Regions from separate parts of the Mus musculus genome. Here regions 1, 3, 4, 5, 6 and 7 are each linked to region 2. The links are chromatin contacts, called in public HiCAR-type, HiChIP or PLAC-seq, capture Hi-C and promoter capture Hi-C maps. All regions are on one chromosome and are shown on one strand. Each heading gives the region's core, a stretch centred on a gene start, on an enhancer-like site or on the middle of the called end of the contact. The rest is flanking DNA. Distances are from core to core; before and after follow the strand shown.

The links. HiCAR-type assays count read pairs that join an accessible place to other places. HiChIP or PLAC-seq counts read pairs in DNA pulled down with a chosen protein or histone mark. Capture Hi-C pulls out chosen DNA fragments and counts their contacts.
Region 1: a contact with region 2 is called in an H3K4me3 HiChIP or PLAC-seq map of embryonic basal ganglia, with 5 times the contacts expected there. The contact joins the promoter of Tspan17 here to the promoter of Fgfr4 in region 2. A contact is called at or near these places in 9 of 39 promoter capture datasets (the 3T3-L1 cell line, the HPC-7 cell line, cranial neural crest and 5 more), 1 of 15 datasets of contacts at CTCF or cohesin (large pre-B cells), 7 of 484 Hi-C or Micro-C datasets (B cells, the BV-2 cell line, bone marrow-derived macrophages and 3 more), 20 of 115 datasets of contacts at active chromatin or transcription factors (astrocytes, craniofacial prominence, embryonic basal ganglia and 10 more) and 3 of 9 other capture datasets (adipose tissue, embryonic stem cells and liver).
Region 3: a contact with region 2 is called in a promoter capture Hi-C map of liver, with 3 times the contacts expected there. The contact joins the promoter of Cdhr2 here to the promoter of Fgfr4 in region 2. A contact is called at or near these places in 4 of 39 promoter capture datasets (embryonic stem cells, neutrophils and second pharyngeal arch cranial neural crest), 5 of 484 Hi-C or Micro-C datasets (the G1E-ER4 cell line, bone marrow-derived macrophages, cortical neurons and 1 more), 10 of 115 datasets of contacts at active chromatin or transcription factors (the 230-238 cell line, acute myeloid leukemia, embryonic basal ganglia and 4 more) and 4 of 9 other capture datasets (embryonic stem cells, liver, macrophages and 1 more).
Region 4: a contact with region 2 is called in a capture Hi-C map of embryonic stem cells, with 2.6 times the contacts expected there. The contact joins the promoter of Gprin1 here to the promoter of Fgfr4 in region 2. A contact is called at or near these places in 3 of 39 promoter capture datasets (the C10 cell line, pre-B cells and stem cell-derived epiblast-like cells), 2 of 484 Hi-C or Micro-C datasets (bone marrow-derived macrophages and pre-megakaryocyte-erythroid progenitors), 11 of 115 datasets of contacts at active chromatin or transcription factors (SST interneurons, craniofacial prominence, differentiating embryonic stem cells and 7 more) and 2 of 9 other capture datasets (adipose tissue and embryonic stem cells).
Region 5: a promoter capture Hi-C map of liver shows a contact between it and region 2. The contact joins the promoter of Pdlim7 here to the promoter of Fgfr4 in region 2. A contact is called at or near these places in 1 of 39 promoter capture datasets (liver), 1 of 115 datasets of contacts at active chromatin or transcription factors (pancreatic cancer cells) and 1 of 9 other capture datasets (liver).
Region 6: a contact with region 2 is called in a FOXA1 HiChIP or PLAC-seq map of pancreatic cancer cells. The contact joins the promoter of Caml here to the promoter of Fgfr4 in region 2. A contact is called at or near these places in 1 of 39 promoter capture datasets (pre-B cells), 1 of 115 datasets of contacts at active chromatin or transcription factors (pancreatic cancer cells) and 1 of 9 other capture datasets (pancreatic islet).
Region 7: a HiCAR-type map of astrocytes shows a contact between it and region 2, with 5 times the contacts expected there. The contact joins the promoter of Sncb here to the promoter of Fgfr4 in region 2. A contact is called at or near these places in 3 of 39 promoter capture datasets (the C10 cell line, pre-B cells and stem cell-derived epiblast-like cells), 1 of 484 Hi-C or Micro-C datasets (bone marrow-derived macrophages), 11 of 115 datasets of contacts at active chromatin or transcription factors (SST interneurons, astrocytes, differentiating embryonic stem cells and 7 more) and 2 of 9 other capture datasets (embryonic stem cells and liver).

The regions. Positions count from the first base shown.
Region 1 is chr13:54,788,066-54,790,765 of GRCm38.p6, forward strand. It overlaps Tspan17 (tetraspanin 17), which reads left to right and starts at 1,340. Exons shown (of 8, transcript NM_028841.3): 1 at 1,340-1,616. The coding sequence starts at 1,530. It overlaps Eif4e1b (eukaryotic translation initiation factor 4E family member 1B), which reads left to right. Exons shown (of 7, transcript NM_001033269.3): 7 at 1-394.
Region 2 is chr13:55,151,467-55,154,166 of GRCm38.p6, forward strand. It overlaps Fgfr4 (fibroblast growth factor receptor 4), which reads left to right and starts at 1,352. Exons shown (of 18, transcript NM_008011.2): 1 at 1,352-1,461.
Region 3 is chr13:54,700,161-54,702,860 of GRCm38.p6, forward strand. Cdhr2 (cadherin-related family member 2) reads left to right here and starts at 1,303. Exons shown (of 32, transcript NM_001033364.3): 1 at 1,303-1,409.
Region 4 is chr13:54,748,493-54,751,192 of GRCm38.p6, forward strand. Gprin1 (G protein-regulated inducer of neurite outgrowth 1) reads right to left here and starts at 1,382. Exons shown (of 2, transcript NM_001316710.1): 1 at 1,078-1,382.
Region 5 is chr13:55,512,154-55,514,853 of GRCm38.p6, forward strand. It overlaps Pdlim7 (PDZ and LIM domain 7), which reads right to left and starts at 1,293. Exons shown (of 13, transcript NM_001114088.2): 1 at 1,214-1,293; 2 at 159-265. The coding sequence starts at 254.
Region 6 is chr13:55,621,687-55,624,386 of GRCm38.p6, forward strand. It overlaps Caml (calcium modulating ligand), which reads left to right and starts at 1,319. Exons shown (of 4, transcript NM_007596.2): 1 at 1,319-1,570. The coding sequence starts at 1,405.
Region 7 is chr13:54,765,181-54,767,880 of GRCm38.p6, forward strand. It overlaps Sncb (synuclein, beta), which reads right to left and starts at 1,415. Exons shown (of 6, transcript NM_033610.3): 1 at 1,125-1,415; 2 at 383-512. The coding sequence starts at 503.

The DNA of each region.
Region 1 (2,700 bases), core at 90-2,589, 360 kb before region 2:
CTCCCTCCCTCTCTCCCTCCCTCCCTCCCTGTCTCCCTGCCTCCCTCCCTCCCTCCCTCCCTCTCTCCCTCCCTCCCTCTCTCCCTCCCTCCCTCTCTCCCTCCCTCCCTCTCTCCTCCCCCCCCCCTTCAAGTATGGACTAGGTTAGAGAGGAATTTGTGTAAAGACAGGTAGGACTGGGAACTGGGAATGCCCTGCACAGCCTTCCCATCTGAAGACAGTCCTATGGATTCTGTGTGTCTCCTCCTGCTGAAATGATGGATGGATAAACCTTCATGAGTGAAGAGATTACAGTGGTAGTTAGGCTTCACCGTGGTCTTGTTAGGAGGGATTCACTTGATGCTGATGATGCTTAAGGCCCTTTCTGTATCTAAATAAACACTTCTGGAACAAACTTGGAATCTAAATATTTAAGATCAGACGTACCTAAACCTGCATCTGCTCTGTCCTGTTTTGCATCAGAAGGACTCTGGTGAATCCCAGGTATCAAGGCAGTCAAGTAGGTATGGGACAGGGCGACCATAGGAATAGGCAAAACAGAACAGGCGTGGCATGGCACGCCAGCCTGTTTGTATTCAACTACACTGTGTGTGAATGCATGGCACTGTTCATTGGTCCCACTATTCCCAACCACTTATCCCTGGGGAGTGGACTCCTCTGGTTCTTGAATCTTAGACTGGAGATCCACTGTAATTATTCACACTTGGCTCACCAGCTTTGCCAGTTGGCTCATCTGGGGCCTCTGGAGGACTTGGGGAACTTGAGAGAAGCTAACTGGAGGACGGACTTAGAGAGGAGACGGGGACTCTTCAGAGGTGGGGGTTGCAAGGGGTTGAGTGTGACTGGGGTGTAGCCAAAGCCTGGCCCAGAGGCAGGGTCTTGGGGAGAAGTGAGACCTGTGGACCATAAAAAAAAAAAAAAGACGGATGTCTTGGGCGTGGCTCCAAGAAGGCCGACTGTGGCTCAGAACTGAGGCTGAGTAGGGCGGAGCTCCAGGAGGACTGAGGCCGGTTGGAGGCGGGGTTTGGGGCTCATCAGAGGCGGGACCCGGTTTAGAGGCGGAGCTCGAGAACAGAAGTTAGCTAGGGCAGAGCCTTGGGCGGGGCGTAGGCGGGACTGCGGGAGGACAGCGGCTAGGCATGGGCGGAGCCTGAGAGGATTAAGCCCGGCTGGGGGCGGAGTCGTGGTTATGGGCGGGGCCCGTGAGGACTGAACTTGACTGGGACGGGGTCGTGGGCGGGGCTCCAAGAAGACCGAGCCTTGCTGGGGCGGGGTGTGGACTGACACTGTGGGCGGGGCCGGAGCGCTGTTGGAGGGCGGGGTCGGATGAGGGCACCGCACTCCGGGTGTGGCTGTCCGAGCGCCGTGGGCGGTGCCACAGCGGGCGGGGCAGCCGGTGAGCTGTGTGGCTTTGACCATGAAGCCGCAGCCACCGGGCTAGGCCCGGGGCTGCTCCAGGCCTGGGCGGCCCGCAGAGGGCTGGGCCGGTCACCGGCTCGGGTTCCCGGGACGGCAGGTGGCCGCTCACCATGCCCGGCAAGCACCAGCAATTCCAGGACCCTGAGGTCGGCTGCTGCGGGAAATACTTCCTGTTTGGCTTCAACATTGTCTTCTGGGTGAGCGCGAGTCCGCTTCTCGCTCTGCGCTGAGGATAGGGGTTAGGGAGTCTCAGTTGCTGGTGAGGGAGATCCCGTCTCAGGAGCTTGCGACCAGGGACTGTCCCCCACCCCCTCCACCCCGATGCCCCGTCCCCAACTATTCTGGGGAGCTACTGGGATAGCTGGGGGGCGGGACCCAGTCCCAGCAGGAGGTGCTGGGAGTCTCTCTTTGCAGCCCCAAGTTTGGGCGAAAAAGGGGGCGGCGTTTGCCGGAAGACTGCAGGGGCGCGGTAGTTGCGGACCAGCCCCGCCCCGCCTCCCGGCCACTCCAGCTCCCAGCATGGTGCGGTGAGGTTCGCGAGGCTGGGTCCTAGCCCCGAGTCTACCCTACAGACGCTCAGAAGCTTGTGAGCCAGGAGGTTAGGAGAGAGGAAAGCCAAGGCCTCTGCCTCTGCAGGGAGAGGAGCTCCAGTTGAGAACAGGGAACTGTCCCTTGGGAACAGAATTCAGCATTCCATAGCTGACCAAACAAACAGAGGCTTCCTTCTGTGTGGCATCTGTGTCCTGGTCCTGCCAAGTCATCTTTCTCTTCTCCCTCCCCCATCCTATCGCCAAAGCCGGGCTGTGCTTGCTGTCCTTTATGCCAGGCCTTTCCCACTTGCATTCAGCAGGATTCAGCGGCTCTGTTCTCCACCCACGAGCCGTCGGGTTTGCCCTGTGGTGGGTGTCCTTGGATGTCAGCAGTCTTCTGTTCTGTAGGGTGTGGGCAGCTACAGGGAGCGCTGGCCTGGAAGTCAAAGGGCCTGAGTGTAGCAGGCCTTGTCCAGAGGCTTTTGGGCGAGCCTCTTTGCTCTCTGGGCTTTAGCTTTCCAGCCTTGGAGGAGCCAGTATTGGAGTTTATCCTTCTGGGTTGTTAGATTAAACGAGAGTTTTTTGTTGTTGAGACAGGGTCTCACTCTAGCCCATTCTGGCTTGCAATTTGCTGCAGTTTTCCTGTCTGAGTTTCTTGGGTGCTGGGATTACAGGTGTGAGCCATCACACCCAGCTTAGTAACACATGAATTCTGATGAGGCACATTCTCCCGACTGCCTTATTATTATCT
Region 2 (2,700 bases), core at 102-2,601:
CTGCCAAGTGCGAAGAAGAAAGAATGGCTGTTAGTGCTCACAGGTCAGATATGAACATGTGAATTCTCCTTCCAGCAAGTCTCTTCAGCAGCCTACTATCATTTACTGATTTGCTGAGGAGCAAACAAAGACAGAGACAAGGCTGATAGACAGTACTGAGATTCAGGGCTCATTCTTTTCTCCATCCTAACAAAGGGGACTTGGCAAATCCCCAGGGATGTCCTGGGGCCTTGAACGGAGACCAAAGTGCCAGACCAATAGAGAGCAGGTTAGACTAGGAACAGGGGATGGGTGAGCAAAGACCCAGGGATAGGATGGGGAGCAACACAGGAGGAGGAGGTCTGTACATGTGGACCAGACCACCATGTCATCACAACACTATCTATGTAAAAACCAGAGGAAGTATTCTTTTAAAGCATTATTTATTTTATGTATGTGAGTCCACTGTAGCTGCTCTCAGACACAGCAGAAGAAGGCATCGGATCCCATTACAGATGGTTGTGAGCCACCATGTGGTTGCTGGGAATTGAACTCAGGACCTCTGGAAGAGCAGTCAGGGCGGGGCAGTGGTGGCACACGCCTTTAATCCCAGCACTTGGGAAGCAGAGGCAGGCAAACTTCTGAGTTTAAGGCCAGCCTGGTCTACAAAGTGAGTTCCAGGACAGCCAGGGCTATACAGAGAAACCCTGTCTTGAAAAAACAAAAACAAAAACAAAAACCCCAAACAAACAAAAAGAAACAACAAAAAAACTTTTTAGAGTGAAAATTTAAACTTTTAAAAATAAAAGCACAACTTTTTACAAATTAAAGTTTAAAGTTTTTTCCTCTCTCTCTTTCTCTCTCTCTCTCTCTCCCTCCCTCCCCCCCCCCTCTTTTCCGAGACTGTGTTTCTCTGTATAGCTCTGGCTGTTCTAGAACTCACTCTGTAGACCAGGCTGGCCTCGAACTCAGAAACCCACCTGCCTCTGCCTCCCCAGTGCGCCGCCGCCACCCCGACCGACCGAGATATATTTTAAATATCCTCTGAAGGTCGCTCAGGCCAAGGAGAGGTCAGGTCTCTCTGATGTTCTGTGATTTCACGGAAAACCAGAGAGCCTGGTGAGTGCCAAATTGAGGAAGAGCAAAGGATAGAGCAAGGTAGCAAGTTAGACCTTGCAGGTTGGACGTGGGGCCCCGGAACGACTGAGACTGGGCGATCCAGTCCCAACGGGGAGCTCCCGCACTAGGGTACCGGGCTGACATTTGCCGGGTCTCGGACCACGCCTCTCAGATCAGAAGTGGTCCAGGAGGGGCGGAGTCCGAGGTGGGCGGGGCAGGAGGGGGCAGCCCCCCGCCACGCTGCAGTTGCAGGGACATTCCTGGCTCTTCGGCCCGGGGCGGAGGAGCTCCGGGCGGGTGAGTGTGCCAGCCCTGCCGGGATCGTGACCCGCGCGCGCGGGAGCCGGGCGGCGGAGGAGCCAGGTGAGCCGGGCCCCTGCGCCGGGAGCGGAGCCCTCTAGCTCTGGGCCAGTTGGGCCACACACCGTACTCCCGGCCGCCGTGGGGACAGCGGCCGTGGAGCTCCCGAGCTGCCCCCTCTGTCCCGGGGACCTTGGCGCCCGCGCGGCGGGAGTGGTTGGGTGGAGGGGGCGGTAAATCAGTAACCCGCAGCGCACACAGGGCCTTTTGTCCCCCTCCGTTCAAAGAGCACCCTGGTCACCGCTCTGGTTACTTATTGCCCACCGGGGCGGGGGCGATGGGCCAGCTGTCTATGCAACTCCGCACGGGGACCGCTGACGTGCACCTCCCTCCAAGAGCGACGGGGTGGGGGCATTAAAGTAAGAGCACTGTCGCCCCTGGCAAAAAAAAAAAAAGTAATGCTCGCAGTCGCTTGCACAGAGTACCTCATCGCGTGAGTGCAGGAGGGTGAACAACTTAGCGCTCTCTGATGACAGTCCCAAGTGCTAGCGATCCTAAGGGGCCAGCCTTGGTGACCAGACTAAGAATTCTGTGGTTGTGAGTTCAGGGTAACCTGTGAGTGGGAATAAAACCTCCCCGGACCTGTCCGCCCCAACCCAAGCTGGAGATGAAGCATGGCCCTCTCTGCTTTGCAGGGTGTGGTAGGAGTCTTTTGCAGATGGGCCGAGCAAACTAGGGGGTAGGGGACAGATCAAGGTTTTAAGGCAATAGAGGAACACGGAGGTACAGGCAAGGGAGCAAACATGTCGGCGTTTAGAATTTACTGAAGGGACAGACTGTGGGAGTTACAAGGTTGACACTGGCATTTAAAATGAAGCGTAGAAAAGCTGGGCCCAGCACATGGGCCTTGATGGGTAGTACTAGCCAGGCTGAGGCAGGAGCCTCACCATTTGTAGACCTGCTTGGTTTGCAGAGTGAGTTTCAATGCCAGTCTTCCTGGTCAACTTTAGTGAGAACTTGTCTCAAAATAATAGAAAAAGAAACAGGAGGGTCCTGCAGTTAACCCTTAGGGGCTTGTAATCTGGGTGACAGGGAGAAAAAACAAAATCAAAACAAAAAAACTAGTGGGCAGTGAAGAACCAAGGTTTGCCAAGATACCAAGCGAGAAATGACCATGACCTAGTCTCTGTGGGGCAGGGGAGCTGAGAGACATTGAGGTCAGTAGACTGATTAGGCCTGAGTCTTCCTCAGCAGTGGGCTGAGAAAAACCCTCGGCAGGGTTCCCAGTTTGGTAAAGTATGG
Region 3 (2,700 bases), core at 53-2,552, 450 kb before region 2:
GCTGTCCTGGAACTCACTCTGTAGACCAGGCAGGCTGGCCTTGAACTCAGAAATCCACCTGCCTCTGCCTCCCGAGTGCTGGGATTAAAGGCATGTGCTAACATGCCCACTCACTTCCCCATATTCTAATAAACTTTCCTACTACCTCTGGTGGGTGGTGGGCTAGAGGGGAGGTTGAACCCTTATGGAAGTAGGTTGTGAAAAATACATGCCCACACTAGGTGCTCAGCAAATACAGATTCTCCTCCTTCCTCAGAGACGTGAGGCCAGCCTTCAATGGGACCTTGCAGAACCATGAGCTCTTTGGGTAGATTGGTGCTTCCTGAGAACCCGCAGCAGCACACCAGGATTGCACAGGGATGCCTCGGTCTCCAGAGCGAACAGCAGCCACTCAGCCAGGAAGGGGCGCACGGCTGGTGAGCTGCAGCATGGGCCTCCTTCCTACTATGAGGTAAGATGAAATGAACTTGGGGACCTGTTCCCCCGAGGGAGGCCACCACTGGGAGTGTGTGGAGCCCCTGGGGCAGTGTGTGATCCTGCCCTTTGATTTTGTTTGTTTGTTTGTTTGTTTGTTTGTTTGTTTTGTTTTCATTTGTTTTTTGAGACGGGGTTTCTCTGTCTAGCCCTGGCTGCCCTGGGACTAGCTCTGTAGACCAGGTTGGCCTCAACTCAGATATCTCCCTGCCTCTACTTCCCAAGTCCTGGGATCAAAGGCACCACTGCCTGGCTTGTTTTTGTTTCTTTGAGATAACATCTTATTATGTCTGGTTTAAAACTGGTTATAGAGACCAGCTAGGCCTGGTACTCACAGGGATCCACCTGCCTCTGTCTTCTGAGTGCTGGGATTAAGGACATATGCCACTATGCCCAGTGTTGGCCCTGCCCTTTGATGTCCTGCTTAGAGGGGACAAATACAGGGCTGAAAAGGCCTTGTTGGAACTGCAGGGTGGGTACCCCTTCATGCCGGCCTCGGGGCTTGGCCTGAGGGCTCAAGGGCTTGATAGCTGTCAAGTCTCTTCATCCCAAGAGATCTCCCCACACCGCTTTCTCTACAGGTCCCCACTGAAGATGAGCCAGGAGAGGACAGAAGGTCCTGACATGACCTCTGACTGTCACCACCTCTTGCTTGCAGTGAGACCCTGGGCTGGGCATTTGCCCCTTCTCTGTCACTGGGCCTGCCTATTCCTCCAGGGTTTTGCCTGCTCTGGTCACAGCCAGTGCCTTCTGAGGAGGTGTGGTCTCTGCATGGTTAATGATTGCTCAGAAGAGGTGGAGATGGTGCCAAAGTCTGCGCTGTGTTCTGCCGGCCCCAGACGGCGCCCACCTGTGACTGGTGTACATCACTGCCTCTGGGCCCCTTCCAGGGGCTGTCCAGATCAGCTGCTTCTGGGGGGGCTCTTAGCCCGAGGGTAAGCCTGGGTGGGGGGCTGTCCTTGGGATTGAGGCAAACTTTGAGTTCTTTCAGACTCAGTTTCCTGGCATCTGGAGTATGGAGGGAACACCAAGGGGAAGAGCTAGCTGTGGCGTTAGCTACTTGTCATGGGGAGGGCGGGAATTGATGAAGCTACCCGTGAAGCCTGTTTCTTCTAGAATGTAGGGTAAGATCTCCTCTCTAGGCAGTGGCAACCTCCTGTTTGCCTTCCTAAGTCCCTGAGAAGTGAATTGGCTACCTCATCTGTTACCTAAAAGGAGAAGATGAGGAAGATGGCTGAATCTGTCCCGGAGCCTGAGGAGGAAAGGCTGGCTCCACTCCGCCAGGCTCAGATCTTCATTCAGCTCCATGCAGACTTTGAGTGAGCTGCTGACTGCTTTTGGGCCTCAGTCTTTGCGTCTGTGGAGTGGGCACAGTACTAGTAGCCCCTGGAGGGCTCGTGAATCAGATATGGCAGGGTACGGAGGCTGTCCCTCTCAGACTCAGAGATCAAACGCTAGGTCACCTCAGGGAGGACTAACGATGCTGGTCCCAACCCTAACTTAGTCCTTGTCCTGGTCACAGGGTAAAGACTCAGCCAGGCCAGCTTGTGTCTTCAAACAGGACTTACATGCTGACTGGTCCCAGGTAGCATATCAGAGAATAATGACATTCCCCTGACCAGCCTAGGCCATAGCCTGCTCTCACCTCATTCCTCAGAGGAAAACCAAAGCTGAGGACAAGGGAGGCTCGCCCAGTGCTGGACAGACAGTATGTGAAATGCTAAAATCCTAACTTGGGGCCTGATCCATACCCGTCTCTCAGAGGAAGCAGCCAGGAGGGCGGGCACCATCTCTGGCTACAGGAAGCCCGGTATCCCTGGAAACTTAAAGGTCCCTGGGTCCGTATCTTGGGGAGCTGGATCACTTGGCTGGGCTGGTGGAATTAGGAGAGACCTTTGTTAGGCTCAGCAGAATGGTACCTGGGTCTAGCCTTGCCTGCAGCTGGTGATTGACCTTCTATCTTTGTTGTTGACTGTCCCTCTGATCTGATCTCTGTTTTCTTAGGGCAATGGAGAGTAACTGTGAGGTAGCTGCTTCCTTCCTGTGAGGCAGCTGTGGGAAGGAAGCAGAAGCGAAAGGAAGGGCTCAGGGAGCTGTGGAGGCTGAGGCAGGGTGGGGTGGCTGTGGGGTTAGCGAGCCCGCCCGTGGCTGAGCCTTTAGCAGGGGAGGGCTCCCTTCCTCTGTAGCCTTCCAAGATGTCCTGGGGTCTTCACATCCAGTCGACTG
Region 4 (2,700 bases), core at 132-2,631, 400 kb before region 2:
CTGTGAATGCAGAGATAGGAGGCCAGCCTGGCTTTCCCTTTTCCTCTAGGATTTCTTCCCAGTCTGGAGTCATCTCTACACCCCCAGCCAGGGCCAGAGCTGCTAGGCACCTGCAAACATCTCCTGCTATGGTAACAAGACTGACAAAGGCTTGTGTACATTTGTGAGTGTGACTGAAAAAAATCCCAGTCTTCTGCCACTTGTCCTGTCATCTCCTAGTGTCCCCCCACCCCACGGCGACCCCCCCCCCCGCCCGGCAGCTGCTGCAGGTGAAGGAGTCTGTAACAAAAGGCCTTCTTTGAGAAACACTCCCCAGGCCATCTGTCCATGTGTTCATCCACCAAGCCACAGAAGGGCAAGGATGGATGCTCAAAGGTGTGCGGACTTGTGCTAGTGCCAGTTGAAAAAGAGCAGCAGGCTAAGAGACAATGCAAGGGTGTGCACAGGGTCACAGCCTGCTCCAGGGTGGAGGGTACAGGAGGGGCGTAAGCACGAGCCGGAGCAGTGAGGTTGGATGTCGGTTAGAGTATTGCTGACTTGGATCCAGGATTGATGCTCTGAGTGCGTAGCCTCACCTGGGTTGCACTAGGTGGGTTGCACAGGTGGCCGGATGTGTGAATCTGATGGAATGACCAAAGCCCGTGTGTGTGTGTGTGTGTGTGTGTGTGTGTGTGTGTGTGTGTGTGTGTTCGCGTGTGTATGTGTGTATACCTTTGGCATCGTCCAAAAATGAGGTTCCCAAGCATGAACGCGGTGTGTGACCACGTCCAGGACTGTGTGCCACACTGGGTGTGTGACGGGGTGGGATGAATCAATGAGAGCGGCCCCTCCCCCCGGTGGCGGGAATCGCCCCCTCCCGCACCGCGGTGCGGAACAAAGCGGCGGGCAGCGGAGCTGGACGCGGGGCGGCCTCTGCCCACACCACAGGCCGGGGCCGTTCACCGGGGCCCCGCCCCACCGCGCCCCGCCCCGCCGCCCCCGCCCCGCAGCCCGAGCCCGATGCCCGGCGCGGCCCAGGACCCTGGACAGCGGCCCCGGTCCGCGCGCCCTACGGCCCAACGCGCGCCCGCAGCTTACCCGCGCCGGCTCCTCGTAGCTCCGGCTCGCGCCGCGCAGACCACCCCGGTGCTCCTCGGCCGCGCTGGCGGGCGGACCCGACTCCGCGCCGTCCCTGGTCGGCTGGGCGCCCCGCCCCGGGCATGCGCGCTGGGTGCACTCGGGAGCCGGGAGGGGGCGCCGCGGGGGCGCGCGAGGGCCGGCAGACGCCGCCCGGCCCTGGGGACCGCGCGCCCGCCTGGTGCTCAGCTGGGAGCACCGCGGGCGCACGGGCGGCGGCCGCACCGAAACCCCGGTCTTCCCGATTTGCCTGCTGCCTCAGCGAGGAAATTTCCCGCGTCCCTCTCGGCCGCACTTCCGGCCTCTGCCCCCTCCGCCCCGCCCCCGGCCCTTTGTCTCGCTGCTGCCCACGCTCCGGCGAGTGGCGGCCCTGGGCTGGGAGGCGCTCGGCGTCCTCCCTGCAGCAGCCTCCCCGACGGGGAGTCCGCCCACCCTCTCTGGTCTGGGTATGCCCGGTCTCCTCCTCCTGGATACTCTCCAACAAGTCACCTCGCCTCTTTGAGCCTCAGTTTTTACGTCTGTAACTAGTATTAAATCGCCTCATAGCGATCTTAAAAAAGAAAGTGCTTGAAAGAAGGTGTTTAGGAGTCCACTTGAGTGAACCGCTGAAGGCGTGAGGACTCGCTGCCTGTTTCTCTCTACATTTGAGCAGAGGAGTGGGACCCTGTCCTTGGACTTCTCAGATGCGAACTCTGTGATATCTTGGAAGTGGTAAAAAGATCCCTGTGCCTGAACTGTGAAGCCACTTGCTAGATTACTAATGCAAATGAAAATCTTAGACAGGGACACAGAGCTAAAATTTGACTTTTAGGTGTCAATGGCTTCCATGTCCAATCAGGCCAAGTGAATAGTCTGCGCACTTTTTTTTTTTTTCAAATATGGCTAAGTTTCTTGTTTGTGGTCACACCATTCCTTAGTAGGTCGAATTGGGGTTGCAAATTTATACAGGCCACTTTCTGAAGCCCCACACTTGGGCTTATGTTTTAGTAACCATTGCTTATCTGTTTACCTTACCTTAATAACAGTAAGAAAATCTAGATGGCAAGTGAACATTTAAAATCCACAGGAAAAGCCAGGAGTAGCGACACTGCCTGTAATCCCAGCACTCAGGTGTCTAGAGCAGGTCGGTAATCCTGAGTTCTGAGCCAGCCTGATCTATATAGTGAGTACTTGATCAGCTTGGACAAGACTGATATAATAAAACTAGCAAGACTTTGTTTCCAAAAAAAATCTCAAAACAATGGAATTTATGTCGGAGAGCACGGACCCGTTTTCAGGACCACGGACAGCGCACAGAAGAGTCGCTCTCCTATTTTCTTGGTGCTGAAAATGGTTTTTCCACTGCCCAAGAGGGTACTTAGCTTCAGAATTTACAAACCCTGGTCCACATTCATCATTTCACCTATTGCCAGATGCCCCCTCAAGGTGAGTATTATTGGCTTTCTGGCAAGCAGGAAGGAACCGAGGCTTGGGAGGTCCATGAGACACACAAAAGTGGCAAGAACCAGCTTTGATTTTCAGCAGTCTCACCAGAGGCAGAATGACTCTGGAGCAGAACCAAGTATATTGCGAAGTCTGTGGCAG
Region 5 (2,700 bases), core at 43-2,542, 360 kb after region 2:
TCCACCTAGTTGGGAGTCCTGGTAGTTAAGTGTCCATTTGGACCTGGATACTCCTGCCTTATTGGTCCTGGCTTGCTCCTGCTGTTTCCTCCCATGATCCTCTGGAAACCTGAGCACCCAAGAACCCTTGGGGAGTTTGTTCCCCCACCTAGGCTCACCCGAGAGATAGAGAGGGGCACATTGAAGTCCTTGCCCCCTTGCAGACGGAAGCCCCAAGGGGCTGGCCCTTCCAGCACCACCTTGAAGGAATCCATCGTGCCTGCTCCTGTGAGGAAGAAGAGAAAGTGTCTGCAATGCAAATTGGCAGGCAGGTCCAGATCTGGGCACTAGCGTTGGCCAGGCACCAAGAAGGCACGGGCGGACGCTCAACACACACAGGCACTGGGAGGCAGGTATCTCAGCTGGCTTGGCTGGGCTCCTGGCAGGCCGACCTCTCACAGACAACAGACAAGGTGGTTCCCCACCCTGCCCCCTGCCACCGGGAGGGCCTGGAGAGGCCTCTCCGAGCTCAGGTGCTTTTCTCTTCCAGGGGTTGGCTGTGGGGCTAATTGGCACTGCTTTGCCCAAGCTAACCTGGAATCTCAGGAGGGTGGCGGGGTGAGTCAGGGGCCAGCTCCCCCTCCTTCCCCGGGTCCCGGCAGGCAGGCCGCCGCCGGAGCCTGCTCGGACTATATAAGGCGTGTAAGCTGACACTGTAGAGAGCCCGAGGAGGGAGCACGTTAGGGGCTCGGGATATGAGGGGGAGGGGTGGAGAAGGAGGACGCTGGAGCGGGTCCTAGCCATTTTGGGACAGGTCGAGGCTGCTGGTGGTCAGGGCGGGACCCCTGGTCTCTGAAAGGGGAAAAGAAAAACGGGGTACTGGTCCTGTAGAGAGCGACGGGGGCCGTGTCCCTTACGCACGGCCAGAGAGGGGATCCTTTCTGGAAGCCAGAGAAAGTGGTGCCACCCACGCACGATGCTCCCTTGCCAACATGACTCTGTTTCCCTTCGTCTCCCGCCCCAGCCCCGCGCTTGGCCGCGTCCCCACCGCACACAGTGGCGCAGGCGCCAATCAGCCCCACTTCGCCGCAGGAAGGCGGGGGCGGAGGCTGCGGCCGAAGCCAGCCGAGGGAATCTGGCACTCTTCACGACCACCCACGCCCTCCCCAGCGCCTCAGCGGGCCATAGGACCCCGTAGGGTGCAGGCCAGGAACCCCCTCGCGGACGCCGGTACCTGAGTGCCCGCCTGGGCCGCTGCCTGGCAGCCTCCGGGAGCAGCGATGGGATCCGCCGCTGCGCTCTGACCCCGCCTCCGCGGACGCCGCGCCTTTTGAGCCCGCGGAAGGGGGCGGAGCCCTAGGCCACGCCCTCCCCAGGCCAAACGAGTGGACATCCCGGGGTCGGTGGGAGGCCCCACCCAGTCAAAAAACCCTGAGTCTCCAGGAGAGGGAAGGTGAGATCGGGCACTTACCCTCGCCAGTCGGGTCGCTGCCCAGCCTGTGCCCCGCTTCAGGCTCTCGCCCAAGCCCCTTGCGCCTCCCACTGGCGGAGTGGAGGAAAGCATCCGTTTGAAACCCCAGAGTTGATTGATCTCTCACCGTATTCTCTTGTAGAGGAAAATGGCATGGTAACACTTTTCTGTTAGGGATACTGTTAGAGGTCAATATTGTCAGCATCATCAGATTTCAGATTCTCTAGGAACTGGAGAAGCGAGATAGGGTAGTTTCAAGTTAGGCTTCCTGGTGTTCGGGATGTAGCTTAGTGGTGGAGCTCAGTAGCTAAGCTCTCTGGAGGCCCTTGTTTCAGTCCTCAACACCAAACCCAACCAAAGGCTTGCAGGATATAACAAACAAGTAAATACATACATAGTAAGAGCCAACGGGGGCGGGCTTAGCGCCACTTGTTGTCTGACGGTGTAAGTAGAGTCCACAGCCATGGGACTTCCACCCAGAGCCCCCAGAACCACTATTGGAATGGATTGTTTCCCATTTAACCCCAGTCCAGAGTACACAGTTCTTCCAATGCGGTTGGGATGGAAGGGGCTGCCACGGAGTGTTCTCAGAGCCCCTGCTTTAGCCTCGGTCTTAGCCAAGGGTGGGCAGAAGGAAAAGCTGAGCTCTCCTGAATGTTTGAGTCAGTAGAGAGGTGCACAGCCTCCCCTTGCCCAGCCCCCCCATCATCACACCCCCTCTTCCCCATCATTGTCCCAAGTACATAAATTCTTATGGGAGTTGTCATCCTTGAAGAAATCCTCTTCAGGTGGGTCTCTGAGTTCAAGGCCAGACTGACTGATCTATGTAGTGAGTTCCAGGACAGCCAAGGCTACACAGAGAAACCGTGTCTCGAAAAACTGAAGAAAAAAAAAAACCAAAAAAACAAAACCACCCTCTTTAGCTATCTGCTATGCTTCTGTCTCCATCACGTTTCCCTCTTTGTCCCTCGTCCCCTATACTATTGACTCTTTCTCCAGGTCTTCTATGACCTCAATTAAGTCAGCTGCAGCCTTCAGGTTTCATCCTGTTCTGACAGGAATGCTGGTCTACACCAGGTTGATCAGGGGTTTTTTCTTTTTCCATTCCTTCATTTCTATCTTCTTCTTCCCACCCCCACCCCCCCAGATACAGCGCCTTCTTCTGACCTCTCTAGGCATCTGGTGCACACATAGCGCACATATGCATGCAGGGAAAACGCCCATACGCATAAAATAAGGTCTCCTTGGGT
Region 6 (2,700 bases), core at 69-2,568, 470 kb after region 2:
ATACCAGGCTAATTACCACTAGTTGATAATCTGTTGGTGTAGAACAAAATTCTGGAGCCACTTGTCTACTGATGGAATGCATCAATTGCATCTTGAGCTTCCATTTCGTACTGGGTGGGTGTGTTTCATTGCTTGGTTGCCCATCAAATGGGAACCTGATCTGCCTTGCTGACAAACACTGCCGCATATGATGGCTTTCATTAGTTTATTGCCTCTAACCTTAATATGATCACTGTGCTCAGGCCTGACCCCTTCCTTGGGTTTTTCATGGGCTATGGTGAGCTCTGGGGTGTCTCCTCAGCTGCTGCTTCACCAAAGACGTACCAGGTCTGATCTGAAAAGCCCAACAGCTGGCACACGCCATGTCAAATGGGCGGCTTCGCAGGGAATGAAACAGTTAATTTTAACTGCTCAAGCTTGCACTTCCCGAAATACTAAATCTGGCTAGTATTGAACGGTTTTAACTCTTCGCATTCCTTCAGCACGCCACCACTTGAGCTGGGGAGAGAACTCAGAATGAACAAGCTGGTTCAGACTGCAGGATCCTTTGTAATATATAATAATACCGCCGAGCGGTGGTGGCGCACGCCTTTAATTCCAGTACTCGGGAGGCAGAGGCAGGCGGATTTCTGAGTTCGAGGCCAGCCTGGTCTACAGAGTGAGTTCCAGGACAGCCAGGGCTATACAGAGAAACTCTGTCTCGAAAAACAAAAACAAACGAAGAGTATACAACCGAGCCCAGGCCCGTTGTCTGTTCCTAACGTGAGCTCTCTGGCTACCGAGGCAAGGCTGTTAGGTGTAGCCAGAGTCCGCAGTGTGACTCCCGGATTAGTAAGAAGGAGAGAGAGCTCTTTCTGCAGCTCCATAGAGAAGTGGACGGCCTGGGACTGGATAGTGGATTGAGGCTCCTTCGTTTGTTGTCCAGACATTTTCAGTAAAGAACTAGGATCACCACAGCCACCAAATCCCAGGGCCACGCTCCCGGAGAGCGTCGCACCCGCAATTACGTATCCAAGGAGCAGAGACGCGTTGGCTGGTAAAAAGCTCCCGCCGCTGCAACCTCCATTTTGCTTCCTGGCAGAGAATAAAATGGACCTGCTCCTCACTGTCATTTCACTCATCAGGAGGGCATCCGTCTCTTCATCTTCGAGAGCAGCTGTGAGGTAACCTGGTGGCGAGAAACCTGAGCACTGCGAGCCAACTTAGGAAGAGGGAACCCTTGAACTGGGCTTGCCCTCACTGAACATGGCGGCAGAGCCTGGCGCAGCCGATTAGCGCATGCTCACGCTTCAGTTCCCGCCCCTTAGAGGGCGGGATTACAGTGGGAGTGGGAGCGAACTCTGCGGCCCTGCCATAAGTCATCCTTGCCTTTACCGTCAGCCTGATCTAGACCGTAGAGAAAGCATGGAGCCGGTGCCTGCGGCCACGGACGGCGGGGAAAGACCCGCGACGCCGTCGGGCCTGTCGGCTTCTCAGCGGCGAGCGGAGCTGCGGAGGAGAAAGCTGCTCATGAACTCCGAGCAACGCATCAACCGGATCATGGGCTTTCACAGGCCCGGGAGCGGCTCGGGTGAGAGCTTCGGTTTCCCGTCTCCCGCCCACCTCTTTGAGTCTTCAAGCTCCTTCTGCCCACTCCAGCTCGTAAACATTTTGTCCCCAAAATGCATTCTGACCGAACTCTGTCACCGCTCCCTAGGTGACGACCCATATTATATTGTCGCTTAACCCCAGGACGCTCCTTGTTGCTTCCTATTTTCTTGGATCCTTGCCCGGAGGTCGTCTCCACCCTGGCTACAAAGCCTTCGTTCCTGAGTCTCTGTGTACGGTTATCTGAGACAACCCCTATGTTCCTGATTACTCGCCTTTCTTGAAGGCTGTGCATTTTATCCCCAGACCTCCCAGGGAGATTTTCCTATAAGCTCCAGATGCCTTTATTCCCAGTTACTCCCCATGACATAGCTTTTGCCTTTTGCTTCGTAACTCTCGTCCACCACATCAGTCATTACTCAACTGTTGGCTGGTCCGTCCGTTGTGGATTAGAGACCCTATTTCCCTATCTTGGTGGCTATGCTCATTGCTTTCAAAATTATCACCTGTCACACAGGTCCTCCCGAAAGATGTGATGTCCCTGCAGAGATTTCCTTTCATTACCATACATACATCACGTTTCAATAACTGCATTTGCCCTAAGAAAATTCATCTTTCATGCAACCTTGTGTCCAGGACACTGTTTTCTTGTGGACACAATTGAATTCTACTATGCTTGGCCTCTCTAAGTTTCGATTTGGGTGTTTCCTTTAGTAATTGGCTTTTTAGTTGCTCTTTGTGAGCTTGGTAGAACTCAAGAATTTCTCTGAGGCGTTAGAGATATAGTTCTGAACTTCTAGACAATATAAATGAGAGATATGGCTACCACTTTCAAAATCATCTGAAACAGTACAGAAAATATTTTTTTTGTAGTGATCATTCTGAAGATATTCTTAAAGTGTTGGTGTTTGTCTTTCTCAAGTCCCTTTCTTATTCTGTTCTTTTGCTTGAAAAATTTTATCATTTTTAGAGTTCTCTCTTTAAAAGCTAGAACAGCATCCTAAAAGTGCCTGCTCATAGCTGCCCGGGAACAGCAACAGTGGGTACAGGCGGCGCCACACCCTGTGCTCACAGTTAGAAATGCAACTGTAAAATAGAAACCTTGAAAGACTT
Region 7 (2,700 bases), core at 165-2,664, 390 kb before region 2:
TTGGGCAGAGTGGTTAACAGAGGGCCCCAGAGTCGCTGATCTGTAGACTAGCCCAGGAATGTTAGATGCTATAGCATTTCATTGCTCTTGGCCTCAGGTAAAGGTTCCCCACCAGGTCACTATTAATAGTGATGACGGGGTAAGAAAAAGGAAACTCTGGAGAGCTCAACACCTTGGTCCCTGGTTTTTCATTTGAACATCATCTCCACCAGCTCCCATCCCATCCCCACCTCCCAATTCCATGGACTGGCTGTGTCCCCAGTGACCCCTACTGACCTCGCCCATCTGCTGACTCATATTCTCATGCCCAGACCCCTCAATCACTCTGAGGACCCTTTCTGGTACCCTCAGGAGATACCCAGCCCTGCAGCCCCTTGCCCACCGACATAGAGGACGCCTTCCTTGGTCTTCTCTGCTGCCTCGGTGACCCCCTGCTTGGTTTTCTCAGCTGCAGCCACAACGCCCTCCTTGGCCATGGACAGGCCCTTCATGAACACGTCCATCCTGGCGGCCTGGGGAGGGCGAACACACAAGTGCCGGGGCGCTGGCTCTGCACCCTCACTCGGGCCCTCCCAGGGGACCTGGTGCCCCCTCCCTCCCTTCCTCAGACTTGGCGCGCTTCTGGGCCGGGAGCCCCCTCCTACCCTCTCTACTTCCCAGGTCTAGGCCTCAGAGCTATGCTGCGGCGAGTCCTAGCGTCCTTGAAACCCCGGGATGCGGGGAGGGGCCAGCACCTCAGTTATCCGGAGATCTGCAACCTGCAGGCCCGCAGAACCGGAAGCTAGGCTCGGCGCGAACACCGGGGCCTGTCTGTACACACAACAGTCACACGGTCTGCATACAAACACACACCATGGACATGCTCACGTGCACACACACAGAACACGGGGCGTTTAGAAGCGCATGGACACTCCGGCACACGGGCACGGACGCACGTCCGCACGTCCACCCAGACTGTAGCAATCAGAGAGGACAGACGCGCATCCTGCAGTGCACCTGCCCGCGCCCGCTTAGCGCTTTCCTTTTCTGTGCCCACGTTTCTCCCAGGGCAGTCTCCATCCCGCTCCTCATCTTACCCCAGATCCCCCTGGATCCCCAGTTCGGTGCTCTTTCCGGAGCCTCACCTGGGTTTCGGGGCCGGGCTGGGGGATGGAGCTGTGGTGGCGGCAGCGGCTGCTACTGCGAGCAGATGCGCGGGGCTGGGCTACGCTGGGTATGGATGGACTCGGGGCCAGTGGTGTCCTGCCGTGGTCAGGCTCTTGAGTCACCTTTCCTGAGCTGGAGTGCAGCAGTGCTCTGGCCTTGGGTGCTCTGCCACCAAGGATGCTACTCGCGCGCTCCGGCTCCGCTCCGGCTCCTGCTCCGGCGCTGCGGCAGCTCTGAGCTCAGCACTCCCCCCTGGTGGCCGCGCCGCCCCCTCCGCCTGACTGACAGGGGGCGGGGAGGGTGACATCTCCCCAGAGCAGGCGAGCCTCCAGGGGAGGGCCTCTGACGTGCAGCCGGGGACCCTAGTGCTGGAGAAGAGTAGTCTTTGAGGATGGTGGGAGGTGGCAATGCGGCGAGAGAGGACTGGTGTAGAAATTATGCGGTTGGCTTGGAAGTTCAGAGCGATTCCAATCCTAGCTGCGTTTGTTAGTAGCTGTGGGATCTTGAACTACCTACCTCACCTTTTGAAACGCAAGGTTCCTCTTCTGTAGAACCAATGGAGGGAGTCAATGCCCTTCTAGGCACCGCTTGGATGGGTGGTGCAGGTTGGGTGGAAACAGTGCTAAAGAAAAGCAGGGTTCGTATCTCAGGAAGACGCGCTCATGGCTGTGCAGAGACAAGAGGCAGGAAACAAAATCAATGTATCCACACTTGAATCATACAGGGTTACTTCAGCCTGTGAGAGTAGATAGGAAGACAGAGAAATGCTGATGTAAGAAATGGACTTGAGGCAAAGTAGGTAGACAGCAAAGGCCTCTTCCAAGAAACGACTTGGAATAGACAGATCCGGGAGAAGCAACAAGGTAGGCCTAGACAGGTGGGGGTGAGATCCACAGAACCAGACCCTCAAGGGCAAAGGCTGGGAGGCACCACCATGCTGACGGGCAGTCAGGATGCAGTGCAACCTGCTCAAGACCCAGACAAGAGCATATGGTTTATGGTTATGGGAGGGCATTCCAGATGCACGGCAGGACCTCAGTCAGTTCTATAAAAGAATTATACCCAAGCAGGTGTGGCATCCCAGATGAAAGGGACCCTGTGAGCTCAGGGAGTCAGGGAAAGAAGTAAAAAGGAAGTGGCACTTAGTTTGGGGCTCGTGGGGTGGGTAAGGTTTTCCCTCGGGAACAAGATCAGAAGAGCGTTTTAAGCTAACGATATATAACACAGATGAGGGCAGTGGTGGCAGAAGTGCTGGTCTGGGCGTTTGAGAGATGAGGTGTGCCAACAGCAGACAGTAGGGCACGGGGGGGGGGGGGATGCTCATGGCTGTGGTAGGGCTGTAAGTTGGCAGAGGCTTTAAGAAGGCCAGTTTGGCAGTGTTTCCTAGGACTATAAATGCATGCTCCTTTTGGATCAGCAGTGCCCCTTCCAGGAACTCACCCTGCGGATCTCTATTCTTGCGTGTGCACACTTACACGTGGGCCGGGACAGTCACTGTAGGAAACACTGACAATGCTCTAAACGTCCTCTTAGAGATCTGGTTACTTCCTTATA